Regions from separate parts of the Mus musculus genome. Here region 1 is linked to region 2. Evidence: chromatin contacts called from public HiChIP or PLAC-seq data. All regions are on one chromosome and are shown on one strand. Each heading gives the region's core, a stretch centred on a gene start, on an enhancer-like site or on the middle of the called end of the contact. The rest is flanking DNA. Distances are from core to core; before and after follow the strand shown.

Evidence for each region. HiChIP or PLAC-seq counts read pairs in DNA pulled down with a chosen protein or histone mark.
Region 1: a contact with region 2 is called in an HNF4G HiChIP or PLAC-seq map of pancreatic cancer cells. The contact joins two enhancer-like sites. A contact is called at or near these places in 2 of 115 datasets of contacts at active chromatin or transcription factors (embryonic stem cells and pancreatic cancer cells) and 1 of 9 other capture datasets (liver).

What each region holds. Positions count from the first base shown.
Region 1 is chr17:80,503,622-80,509,781 of GRCm38.p6, forward strand. No RefSeq gene overlaps it. Among named protein-coding and RNA genes, the nearest start is that of Sos1, 26 kb to the left of the region's middle. Within about 2 kb of position 1,895, at least 27 of the 459 cell types and tissues checked have an H3K27ac peak or open chromatin away from gene starts, as enhancers often do. A contact at or near this core is called in pancreatic cancer cells, where this site is marked.
Region 2 is chr17:80,251,190-80,257,428 of GRCm38.p6, forward strand. Dhx57 (DEAH (Asp-Glu-Ala-Asp/His) box polypeptide 57) reads right to left here. Exons shown (of 24, transcript NM_001163759.1): 14 at 4,363-4,459; 15 at 3,076-3,249; 16 at 1,898-2,098; 17 at 43-319. Among named protein-coding and RNA genes, the nearest start is that of Gm52289, 22 kb to the left of the region's middle. Within about 2 kb of position 4,147, at least 144 of the 459 cell types and tissues checked have an H3K27ac peak or open chromatin away from gene starts, as enhancers often do. A contact at or near this core is called in pancreatic cancer cells, where this site is marked.

The DNA.
Region 1 (6,160 bases), core at 645-3,144, 250 kb after region 2:
ACAAAGAAAAAAGTAGAAGTGAAAGTATTCCAGCTGGGGCTATAGCTCCATGGCTGAGGGCTCACATGGTCTGTGCAAGGCCCTGGATTCACCTGGCTAAATCCTAGCACCACAGAGAAAATAAAGGATTTAATTTTACTAACCTTAAAAATCCATTTGGAATACAGTTTTAATCCATTGGGAATGTTAGCCTCACAGGTAGTTTAGGGCAGGGCTGAGCCACGAGAAACACAGAAACTTAATGTAAGAATTCAGCTGGAGAAATGGCTCAGGCAAGAATGTTCTTGCCTTGCAAGCATGGGAACTTGGGTTCAGATCCCTAGAATCCACATAAAAAGCCACGTAAGCTCCAGGTTCAGGGAGATTCCCCTGTCTCCAAAAACAATGTAGAAAGAGATCGTGGAAGATACCCCACGGTGACCTTTACCTTCTATACACATACAGGTGGGAGAGCACACCTGTACACCTGGACACCTGGACTCCTGGACACCTGGACACCTGGACACCTGGACACCTGGACACCTGGACACCTGGACACCTATACAAACTCCATACATACACATATACCACAGACAGATGTGCAAAGGGTTATGCACAGTGACCTGGTTAGTTTTAACTGTCAACTTGACACAGCCTAGAGTCAACTGGAGAGTTGCCTAGGTAAGATTGGCCCTGTGGTTGTGTCTGTAAGGGACTGCCTTCAGTTGGTTGATTCATGCAGAAGGACCTAGCACACTGCAGGGCCCAGCCATCCCTACATGTGGTCCTAAACTGTGTAGTAAAGCTAGCGGGTATAAGCTGGGCTGTGAGACAGCCAGCAGCATCTTCCATGGTTCTTGCTCTATATTTCTTTGGCTATAAAGTCAATTCCTAGGTCAGCATGGAATAGAACCGTGCCTGCCTTCAAGTTCCTGCTTAGCGGGGCCTGCTGACTTCCCTCAGTGATAGACTACGACCCGGAATTGTAAGCTGAATAAGCCCTTTCCTCCCCAAAGTTTCTTGAGATCAGAGTGTTTTTAATCACAAGACCAGAAAAGAAACTAAAACAAAGAGCTTACCATCAGCCACTCAGAATGCCATTTTATACTCCAAGTGAGGATAACTGTTTTCAGAATCCAGGAAAAGGAAATAGTCATGATGTAGTCATGAAGTGTCATTAATGTAATGCAATAAGTAGTGGTGAGGGACTAGCTCTTAGGAAGTTTGAAAAGTGTGGTGGAGAGAGCCTGGTAAGAACTGAGCTTGCGGGCTGGAGAGATGGCTCAGAGGGTAAGAGCACTGACTGCTCTTCCGAAGGTCCTGAGTTCAAATCCCAGCAACCACATGGTGGCTCATAACCACCTGTAATGAGATCTGATCCCCTCTTCTGGTGTGTCTGAAGACAGCTACAGTGTACTTACATATAACAATAAACAAATCTTAAAAAAAAAAAAAAAAGAACTGAGCTTGCTCTGAGCTAACACTTGCTCTTGGTGCCTCATGCGTGGCATCTGTTATAGCCAAATGACTCAGATGTTGAAAATATTTTTGTCATTTGTTTCTAGCATTCTGTGTACAAACAAGATTTTCTGGGCTGGCAAGGTGGACCAGCAGATAAAGGTCCTTGCTGCCAAGCCTGAGGACCAAGGTTCAATCCCTGGGAGCCATGTGGTGGAGAGAACCAACGTTTACAGGTTGTCCTCAGAAAAAGAAAGGAAATTATTTACTTCAGCTAAGTAGAACTCTTGCCTAGCAATATGCAAAGCTCTGCAGTCAAACTCCAACAAGGCCCAGGCAGACAAAATTCTGATAAAGGAAATTAACATTCCCACTATCGGCCATTGTCCTAGTTAGCGTCAGCTGTCAACTTGACACAGTTATCTGACAGAGTTGCCAAGTGTGGGATTGCTTAGATCAGATTGCCCTATGACGTGTCTGTGGGGCATTTTCTTGATTGCTAATTGGTGTGAGAGGGCTCAGTCCACTGTGGGCGGTGCCATCCCTAGGCAGGTGGTTCTTGGCTGTGTAAGCTAGATAGCTGAGAGTGAGAGCATTCAGTAAGTGGCATTCCTTTGTCATTTCTCTTTCAGGTCCTGCTATGATTTTCCTTAGTGGTGGACTGTGAAAGTGTAAACAGAAACAAACCCTGCCCTCTTTAGTTGCTTTTGGTTGCTGTGTTTATCATGGCAACAGAAAGCAAAGTAGACCAGCCATCAGATAAACAATAGCCCAAAGGGTTTTCTTACAGGCTGAAGCCCTGGGCAGATGAAGCAGGTGAGCAGTGGAGAGATAACGCTGGTGAGGAGGCTAACACTTCCTTGCTAATACAGGCCTCCGCCTGATTTCCTTCCTTTCCCAGCTTTCCCAGAGTGACTCACCGATGTCTGGCTTGGTATTCAAGTCTCATGACACATTAAGGAGCTTTCAAACAGCTGTAGCCGTGTACCTAAGGAAATGGTGGTCAATGCTGAGTAGCTGAAGTAATTGAATCAGAGTAAAAATATTTATCCCTTGGAGACTCCCAAATCCAGGCATTCGAGCTACGTGGATGTTTTCTTCTCTGTCATGTAACCAACAGTCCAAGGTAAAAGGTCTAGATGAGTGGGCATCCATAAACATTCATGGGTCCCGTATGTTCAATGTTCATTTGTAGCACTGGTGGTAGAAGTGATGGACCCACACATGTTAGGTAAGCACGCCACCCCTGAGCTACATCCTCAGCGGAGGGAGCTTAGTGATGGGCGCCCTCCGAGGTTAATTTAGTCGTCCCTATTCAAGCCAAAAGGGAGGAAGAAGACTGGGTAAAGCTAGCAGCCTCCCCTTGATGAGAACCGGAACCTGATGACTACCCGTCCTCATATTCTCCCGGGTTAACAACTTACTCAGCTTAGGTCAGAGCAGAGGGGGCCCTGGGAGGGGCGATGGTGGGGTAGGCACAGCATGGCTGTCTGGGTGGCCAACTCTCGGCGGCAGGGCTATGATGGAGCAGTTGGCTCAGTTTCTGAGAAGTGACATCCAAGTGGGTTGGGAGAGCACAGTGCTGGTGACAGTCTACTTCTAAGGTCTTAGCGACTTATTTCATCTGCTTCAAGATTCCTTCAGACTGCATCCAACTAAGAAAACAGATGAAGGATTTTGAAGTAGCAAAACCCCCCAAATCTCCAGCCTATTTTCAACAGAACCCCACAGAACGCTGATCTTCACTGATGGTGTTCTTTCTGACCTGTGGGTTTGAAAGACTGTTGGTAAAAGATTCTATGACTGTTTGTTCTCAATACACTATTCCCATAGAAACTACACATGTTAGGAATGACACTGGAAATAAGGAAGACAAATCCCATTTAAAGTCCAACTCCCTAGAGCTGTGTTGTCTATACAGAGGCCATTGGCCACATGCGAGCCCCGGAGATATGGCCACTATGGGTAAAATGTACCTACTTGTAAAAAACATCCTGGGGCTGTTGCACACCTATATATACTCCTATGTACACACCTGTACACACACACATGTGCACATGCATAAAGTTTAAAAACATGTTCTTGTAGAGCAGTGGTTCTCAACCTGTGAGTCACTACCCCTTTGGAGGTCTCATATCAGACATCCTGCATATCAGATATTTACACTATGATTCATAGCAGTAGCAAAATTACATTTATGAAGTAGCAACAAAATAATTTTATGGTTTGGGGCCACTGCAACATGAAGAACTGTATTCAAGGGTCACAGCATTAGGAAGGTTGAGGACTGCTGTTGTGAAGGTTGTTAATGCTAAACAATAAAAGAGAAAGATGGGAAGGAGAAAGGGAAGGAGGGGATTCGGCTGGTGGTACATACCTATGCTAGCAGAGCAGGAGAACATCTATGGATTTATTATTGAATAAGATTATCAAATCATATTACTCATTTTAATCCTGTCATTGATTGTACATTTTCTTGGAACATTCTTAGCTAAAACAAAATTATTTTTGTGAGACCAACTAATTAATTTTTAGCGTGAATTTTTAGTTGATCGATTTTTAAACTTTTAACCAGACATATTTAAAATGGGTTGGGAAGGACAGGATCCTTCTGGTTTCCATCTGCGCCCCAGAGCTGACCCTGTGCCATAGCTCTTCATACCCAAATCCGGCCAGGAGAGAGCTGGTCTCCCAGGAGTGCTGACACACCTGAGAGTACAGGTAAGATCACCGCTTCTGCTCAAATTCCTGGCCCAAGAGGGACCCACCCTGAACCATCAGGACACAGGAACCAAGGAACAGCCAGGGACAGGATCCTTCCAGTTTCCATATGCACCCTGGAGCTGACCCTGTGCCACAGTTCTCCACCCCCATACTGCATCTAAGGTTCAGAAGATACATAAAAAACATTGTACAACAGTCAAAGAAAATGCAAAAAGCTCCTAACAAAAACCACCCAGGAAATCCAGGACACAATGAGAAGACCAAACCTAAGGATAATAGGTATAGAAGAGAGCGAAGATTCCCAACTTAAAGGGCCAGTAAATATCTTCAAACAAAATTATAGAAGAAAACTTCCCTAACCTAAAGAAAGAGATGCCCATGAACATACAAGAAGCCTACAGAACTCCAAATAGATTGAACCAGAAGAAAAATTCCTCCCATTACATAATAATCAAATAATTATAAAACAAAGAAAGAATATTAAAAGCAGTAAGGGAAAAGGATCAAGTAACATATAAAGACAGACCTATCAGAATTACACCAGACTTCTCACCAGAGACTATGAAAGCCAGAAGATCCTGGGCAGATGTCACACAGACCCTAAGAGAACACAAATGCCAGCCCAGGCATAGTTATAATAGCCAGAAGCTGGAAACAACCCAGATGTCCCTCAACAGAGGAAGGGACACAGAAAATGTGATACATTTACACAATGGAATACTACTCAGCTATTAAAAACGACGACTTCATGAAATATGCAGGCAAACGGATGGATCTAGAAAATATCATCCTGAGTGAGGAAACCCAGTTACAAAAGAACAGACATGGCATGTACTCACTGTTAAGTGGATTTTAGGCAAAGAATGTGGAATACTCACAATACACATGAACCACATGAAGCTCAAAAATAAGGAAGACCGAAGTGTGGATGCTTCAGTCCTACTTAGAAGGGGGAACAATATAATCAAGGGAAGTAGAGGGTGGAAGGGACCTGGGAGGAAGAGAGGAGGAGGAGAGGAAAAAGAGGAAAGCAGGATCAGGTGTGGGAGGAGATGAAGGAGAGGTACAGAGGGGTGTGTAGCAGTGGGGGATGGGGAACTGTGGGGTAGCAACCAGAAAGTCCCAGTTGCCAGGAAAGCGAGAGCCTCCCAGGACGTCATAGGGATGACATTAACTGAAATATCCCACAAAGGGGAGGGAGAACCTGTCAAGACCATATCCAGAGGTCAGGCATAGTTCCCCTGGTTGAGGGATGGGGCAACCAACCAATCTCCAAAATATTAACCTAGAATTGTTCCTGTCTAAAGGAAATACAGAGACCAAGAGTAGAGCAGAGACCGAAGGAAAGGCCATCCAAAGACTGCCCCACCTGGGGATTCATCCCACATGCAGATACCAAATCCAGACAGTATTGCTGATGCCAAGAAGTGCCTGCTGACAGGAGCCTGACACAGCTGTCTCCTGAGAGGCTCTTCCAGATCCTGACCAATACAGATGCGGATGCTCCCAGCCAACCATCGGACTGAGCACAGGGACCCCAGTAGAGGAGTTAGGAAAGGACTGAAGGAGCTGAAGAGGTCTTATCTGGCATCAATGTCGGGGGCGGTGGGGAGAGGGCTTGGTCCTGTGAAGACTTGATGCCCCAGTGTAGAGGAATGCTAGGGCAGTGAGGCAGGAGTGGGTGGCTGGGGGAGCACTCTCATAGAAGCAGGGTAAGGGAAGATGGAATAGGGGGTTTGCAGAGGGAAAACTGGGAAAGGGGATAACATTTGAAAAGTAAACAAATACAATATCTAATTTTAAAAAAAGGTCACCCACAGACTTACCAGCTAGAAGGATAAGTCAGTCAAAGATTCCCTGGCTAAGCCTGGTGGCCTGAGATTGATGGATCCCACATGACTCAGGGAGAGAAGGAACTTTGGACTTCTGGCCTTCACAGGAGGCAAGATGGTTCATGCACACCCATGCACATACAAGCACATGAAATAAATAAATGTTC
Region 2 (6,239 bases), core at 2,897-5,396:
GAACTGTGACATAAAATTCCAATTTAGACAAATGTCACTTACAAAAGGGGACTTGAAAGCCAAGCTGGCAGCAATGGTGAGAGCAGGGTCCAAACAGCGGAAGATAGAACCTAAGAGCATCAGCTTGCCTATCCTCACGTCCACGGGCAGAGAGGCCAAGTGATAACCCAGCGGGGTCAGTTTTTCATCTGGAGTCAAGGCTCCCAAGTCTCGCAACCGTACTTTTGAGGCACGAAGAGAATCAATATGTGGAGGTTCAATGAGCCGAGAGAACACGGACTGGAGATTATGAGTACTAAACATTTCTAAAATTTTAATTCTGAAAAAGAATAAAATCATGATTTATAAATTTGATAGCTGGTAGAATGAAGCAGAGGGATCTTTTGTTTCTTAAGAAATGCCTTAAAAAAAAAAGATGATTTTAATCCTTGCTAATTATGTGAGATGTGTCTGCCTGTGGGTGTGTACACACAGTGCAGGTGCTCACGTCGAGGCCAGAGGTGTAGGCTCCCTTGGAACTGTATTCCAAATGGTTACGAGGAACTGTCTGACAATGGGCACTGGGAACTGAACTCAGGTCCTCTGCAAGAGCAGCAAGTGCTCTTAGGCCTCTCTCCAGCTCCTCCTGAGTACCTTTCTAAGCCACACAGCACAGCATGGCTTTGAGACAAGTGGAAGGAGCTTCCTCAATTCCAAGACTACAGACAAGGATCACCATACCCAGCTGCAGGGTTGCTTTAAGAAAAGCCTTTAAAATCTTGTCCTCTAGTTTTCTTAGCAATAAACTACAGAGACACTTAAAGTTTACCTACCCATATTAAAAATTCTTTTAACAAACTTTCAAAGTGGCCTTTTTCTCTTAACAGTGGGTTCGGATTATGACAGGCAGTTCTGATGGTGAACGAAGTATAGGTAAGGGTGTGGGAATCCAAGCCGGACCTGGTGGCACACGCCTTTAATCTCAGCACTCGGGAGGCAGAGGCAGGAGGATTTCTGAGTTCAAGGCCAGCCTGGTCTACAGAGTGAGTTCCAGGACAGCCAGGGCTATATAAAGAAACCCAATCCACCTGCCTCTGCCTCCCGAGTGCTGGGATCAAAGGTGTGCGCCTCCACCACCTGGTTTTAGAGTCTCTTTTGGTGTTATCAGCTCAAATAAGACAGCTGTCTGTCATTAAAGTACATGTATTTGGTGCTTGGCTTTCTCTCTTGAGGCATTTCCCTGTAGCCATGCCCTGACAGTGACGAATGTAGTGAAACTGTAAGAAGGAATAAATGATGAACTACGCTGGCAGGAGCCAGAGTGGATTAGAGCACGGGGCAGAGGGCTTGACCACCGTGCATAGCACTTAAAAAGAGCTCTATACAACTAAGCCTTACTGTAGCCTTGGTTATTTTATTTCCCTTTTTAAGTTAACAACTGGATAAAAGAGTATGGATATTTTGCAATTCTTATATCATCAAGCAATTTTTCATAAACATTGAATTAAAAATTCTTTAGCTCATATAATATTGAATCTGTTCAACTACTTACTAAATCCCATTTTATGACATTTGTTCATTAGCTAACAATGGTGTTGTAAGTTTTGTTTACTTTTCTCTAACTGATAATGAGGCTGTAGATTTTTCCCTGGCATACTGTGATACTTGTGTCCTCTGGCAGGAAGTCCCTGGCAAGTCAAGTTACTTTCCTAATTTAGAAATGTCTTCTTGAGGATGTGAAAGTCTCTGTGTGCAGAGTTACATGGGAGGAGGGGGCCACACTGATGTGCTTTCTGCAAATGGTGACTTCATGCACTCTACTCTCAGCACAATGTCCTGCTAGGAAAAAGATCATGAAACTTAAATAGGAGGAGGAGCGGGGCCCAGGCAAGCAGAGGGGGGCCCACTGGGACATAACCTGAGGCACAGCTGCTCCAGGGGCACTCGCTGGATTTCTGGGAGCTGCTGCTTCAGAAGCTGGTGGTTGTAGTGGTGGCTCGTGAACAAGTGGAAGCAGACCCCTGATGCGACTCGGCCAGCTCGGCCTTTCCTCTGCAGAGCGTTGGCCTGAGACACGAACGTGTCCTCTAGACTTTCCATTCCTTTGCCTGCGTCGTATCTGGAAAGGAAAAGGAAATGCAAGCTTGAGTGATTCTGTGTGCATGAGTAATTCTTCAGACACTATCTCTCTCCACCCCCTCCATTAGTCTTTCTCTCTGAGACAAGGTCCCTCTTACAGGCCTGGGACTCGCCCAGTGGGGTAGGCTGGCTGACCAGTGAACATCAGTGATTCTCCTGTCTCTCCTTCCCCAGAACGGATGATACAAGTGCATGGTGCCACCTCTAGCTTTTTTCTTTTCTTTTCTTTTTCTTTTTTCTCTTCTCTTTTCTTCCTTCAATCCCTCCTTCTCTCCCCTCTTTCTTTCTTTTCTCTTCTTTCTCTTTCTTTCATTCTCTCCCTCTCTCTCCCCTTCCCCTCTCCCTCTTTCCCAGCTTCCCCCTCCCTCCCCGCCTTCCTTTTGAGACATGGTTTCTGTGTGTAGCCTTGGCTGTCCTCCAACTCACAGAGATCCACCTGCCTCTGCCTCCTGAGCACTGAGATCAAAGGCGTGCGCCACCACTGCCCGGCTCTTCCTTCCTTCTTAAGTGTGGTTCTGGGGATTGAGCATAGTTCCTGCAAGTGCTTTACTGAGCTACATTTAAGAATGTTGTCAAGACGACGGGGCACAGACAAGTGATCTTCCACCTTATTCCTGAGCTGTACAGTCTGGTCTACTGTGGGACCGTGGTGTAATTACTGCTGTGATGACTTAGGTCCGGTCTACTGTGGGACCATGGTGTAATTACTGCTGTGATGACTTAGGTCCGTCAGACACCACACACACTTGCTTTAGCCATTTCCTTCTCATCCAAGCTCATGGAAAAGTCACCTGGGAAAATGAATCCATTGCTTGTGATTGTGCATCCGTGTTTGACTTTCACATTCATGACGCTGGCCATGGAACCACATACAATATTCCTTTAGAGCACCGTGGCAGTAACCATTAAGAGCCGTGTTATCCTAAAAGAGGTTAGTCCCTCTGTTACTTCACCTACCTCTTTTCTTTCATCTTCCCAGAATCGATGACATACACAACATCATCAATGGTTATAGACGTCTCAGCAATGTTGGTGGAAATGATAATCTTAGTTACACCCATTGGAGGTTTCACAAACACCGCCTGCTGCTCTTCGCTGGATAATGATGAGTGCAGCGGGTGAATTACACATCTAAAAGGAAGTGCAGCACAGTAAGGACTCGGGCATGAGCCTTTGAGACTGACCGACCTTGCTGGGTACAGTTCTACTGAAATTAATTAAATGACTTCAAGAGTTGTGGCGGTTTGAATATGCTTGGCCCATGGGAAGTGGCACTATTAGGGGGTGTGGCCTTATTGGAGGTGTAGCTTTGTTAGAGGAAGTCTGTCACTGTGGAGGTGGGGCTTTGAGGTCTCATTTGTATACTTAAGTCAGGCCAGTGAGAGCTAGACACATTTCCTCCTGCTGTCTTTGGGTGAAGATATAGAACTCTCAACTCTTTCTCAGCACCCTGTCTGCCTGGGGCTGCCATGCTTCCTACCATGACGATAATTGACTGAACCTCTAAACCTGTAAGCTAGCCCTAGTCAACTCTTGTCCCTCATAAGAGCTGCCATGGTCATGGTGTCTCTTCTCATCAATGGAAATCCCAAGACAGCATCTGTCAGCTTTGAGCACAGCTTTCAAGGCTTAGCTCTTCAAGGTATGCGGGCTCCTTCTGTTCTCATAAAATACAGTCTTCCAGAAACAAAAACCTTGTACCGACCTGGGAAGCGTTCTGGGGTTATTCAGTAGTAAACCACCAAGAGGAATAAATGAATGATATTTTATAAGTAACGAGACTAAAACAAACTAACCAGCCAAGAATATTCTTTTGCCTTAAGTCCAGGGAAAGGGGGGCGAAGTGTGATGCAAGCTAGGGCAGTCATTGCTAAGTTGTTAGCTAGCTTTGCCCTCCTATGTGACGGCACATCCAGTGATCTCTCAAAACGGCAGCCTTTCTTTGTTAGAATTAATGCTGGCTTGCTCCAGCTCTCCCTCCTCAGAAATCGGACAACTGAAACTGCACGCAGCTCTGCTGAGTCACTATGATAAGTGAAGACAAATGTCTGTCCTTGACGGAGTGCAGGAACAGTTCCTGGAGCACAGAGGTCTCCCCTTTCTAGCTGGCATAAACAATCGCATGCTTGCGAGGTGACATCACAGTCTAAGGAGGGTGAGGCCGGCCGCCCGTAGGGACCTCCAGCTCTTCATCTCCAGCGATGGCTGCAGTGTATGACTGCAGATAAAAAGCAAGTGGCTTACCGGTGACTGCGTCTGTTGTTGAAAAGAGAGTTAGACTGTAGCTGCTCATAAAGCATCTTGATTTCTGCCAGCCCTGGTAAGAACACAAGGACAGCGCCTGGGAATAAAGAACGAATAAACAAACAAACAAACAAATGAACGAACGATCAAGGAAAGCTAACAGAGGTCACAAGATTGTTTTTAAACCTACAATCTGGTAACTTTTCACTATCAGCTTTTCTTTGGAAAACGTCAGTATTTAAATGAATATGAAATCACATTTTTTGTATATACTCTGATTTAATAAGGACAAAATAGTCTTACCCCTTTCCAATAGAAAACTGAGGTATAGAAAAGCATGCTTAAGTTATACAAGAAGCACAAGCCAAGCTCTGTGTATGTGCGTGTGTGTGCATGTGTGTTCCAAAACATCTGAGAACCAAAGCAAATGCCTTGCACACATCAGACCCAGTTAAGCTCTTAAGCATACTTCAGGACCGGGCCATCGTTATCTGTTTCTACTGTAGGAAAGTAACCTTTTAGACCAGAAGATTGTTCTGTTAATGAGATCAGACATTTTACTGGCTATGATAAAAACAAAACAAAACGAAACAGAAACTATAACGGTGGCCTTATCTGGTTATCTAAGGTTTAGACACATTTGAAAGAGACAGTATACTAACTAGCCATGCCTTATTAATCACTGAGGACCTTCAATATTGTCCATTAAAGAAAATAAGCAACAATAAGAGATTATAGCATGTTTCTGTCCTAACCGCAGTCTTTCCCCAATAGTTGCTTCTGTAGATTGCTGAGACCAAATCTCACTTGGTAGTTCAGGCTGTCCTTTAGCCTATGTAGCGTCTCCTGCCTCAATGGCCCATGTACTGGGTTACAGGCATGAGCCTCCATCCCCAGCTTCCTCTTGTGCTTCATTCATGAAGGCACATAACCTCTTCACTAAGGTCCCCTCAGGCTCACACATGAAGCAGAGTGCCTGTGCCAGCCAGCTGTGCAGCATGGATGTAAAACACATCTCCTGAACTCATTACCTACCGTCATGTCTCACTCTCCTCAGGAAACAAGGAAAGGAGTCGAAACCATCACAAAAACAGAGGAGGGCCAAACAGCACAGGAATTTTATTTTTTCCACACACATTACCTCACTTGGCCTTCACAAGCACCCTACATAGGAAGGGCATCAGTAGGAGACACTCCTCAGCCCTTGGCTAGGCCTTCACTGGCAAGCTGCCTGCCTTGATACAGACTTTCATTTTCTGGCCTCAGATCCATTCCACGCTCCTTTGCACTAAATTGACACACAACTTAAGAGTGGTAAGACAATGGATAGATAGATAGATAGATAGATAGGAAATTGTCTATTTTTGTCTACTTTATTGTTATCTATTCCTCCCTCATGGCTTGGCCACCTGTCAGGAATAGTTCTCATATTCACAAATATATCACTGATTCTTTTGTTGTTGTTTGTTTGTTTTGTTGTTGTTTGTGAGGCAGGGTCTCACTGTGTATTCCTGGCTAACCTGGAACTGCCTGTTGCTATGTCCACCAGGGTGGCCTTGAACTCAGAGACCTGTCTGCCTCTTCCTCCCAAGGGCTGGGATTAAAAGCATGTGCCACCATGCCTCGTGAGTTTTGGTAATTTTCTAAAATTTCTTTCTGGCTGGAATGTTTGTTTTAAAAATATATTTTTCTTTGGAATGAAACCAAGCCACCAGTCTATTGATAATGCATTAGCAACACCTGGCCACTTGCCAAGAGAAGAATTAATAAGGAACTTAGTAATTTGCATGGCTTTCAAGTTTCCTTAGAAAACATCATGAAGGTAAAGTCTAAACTGAGAGAGCAGCCATTACCATTGCTCCTAAGTACTATGTAGT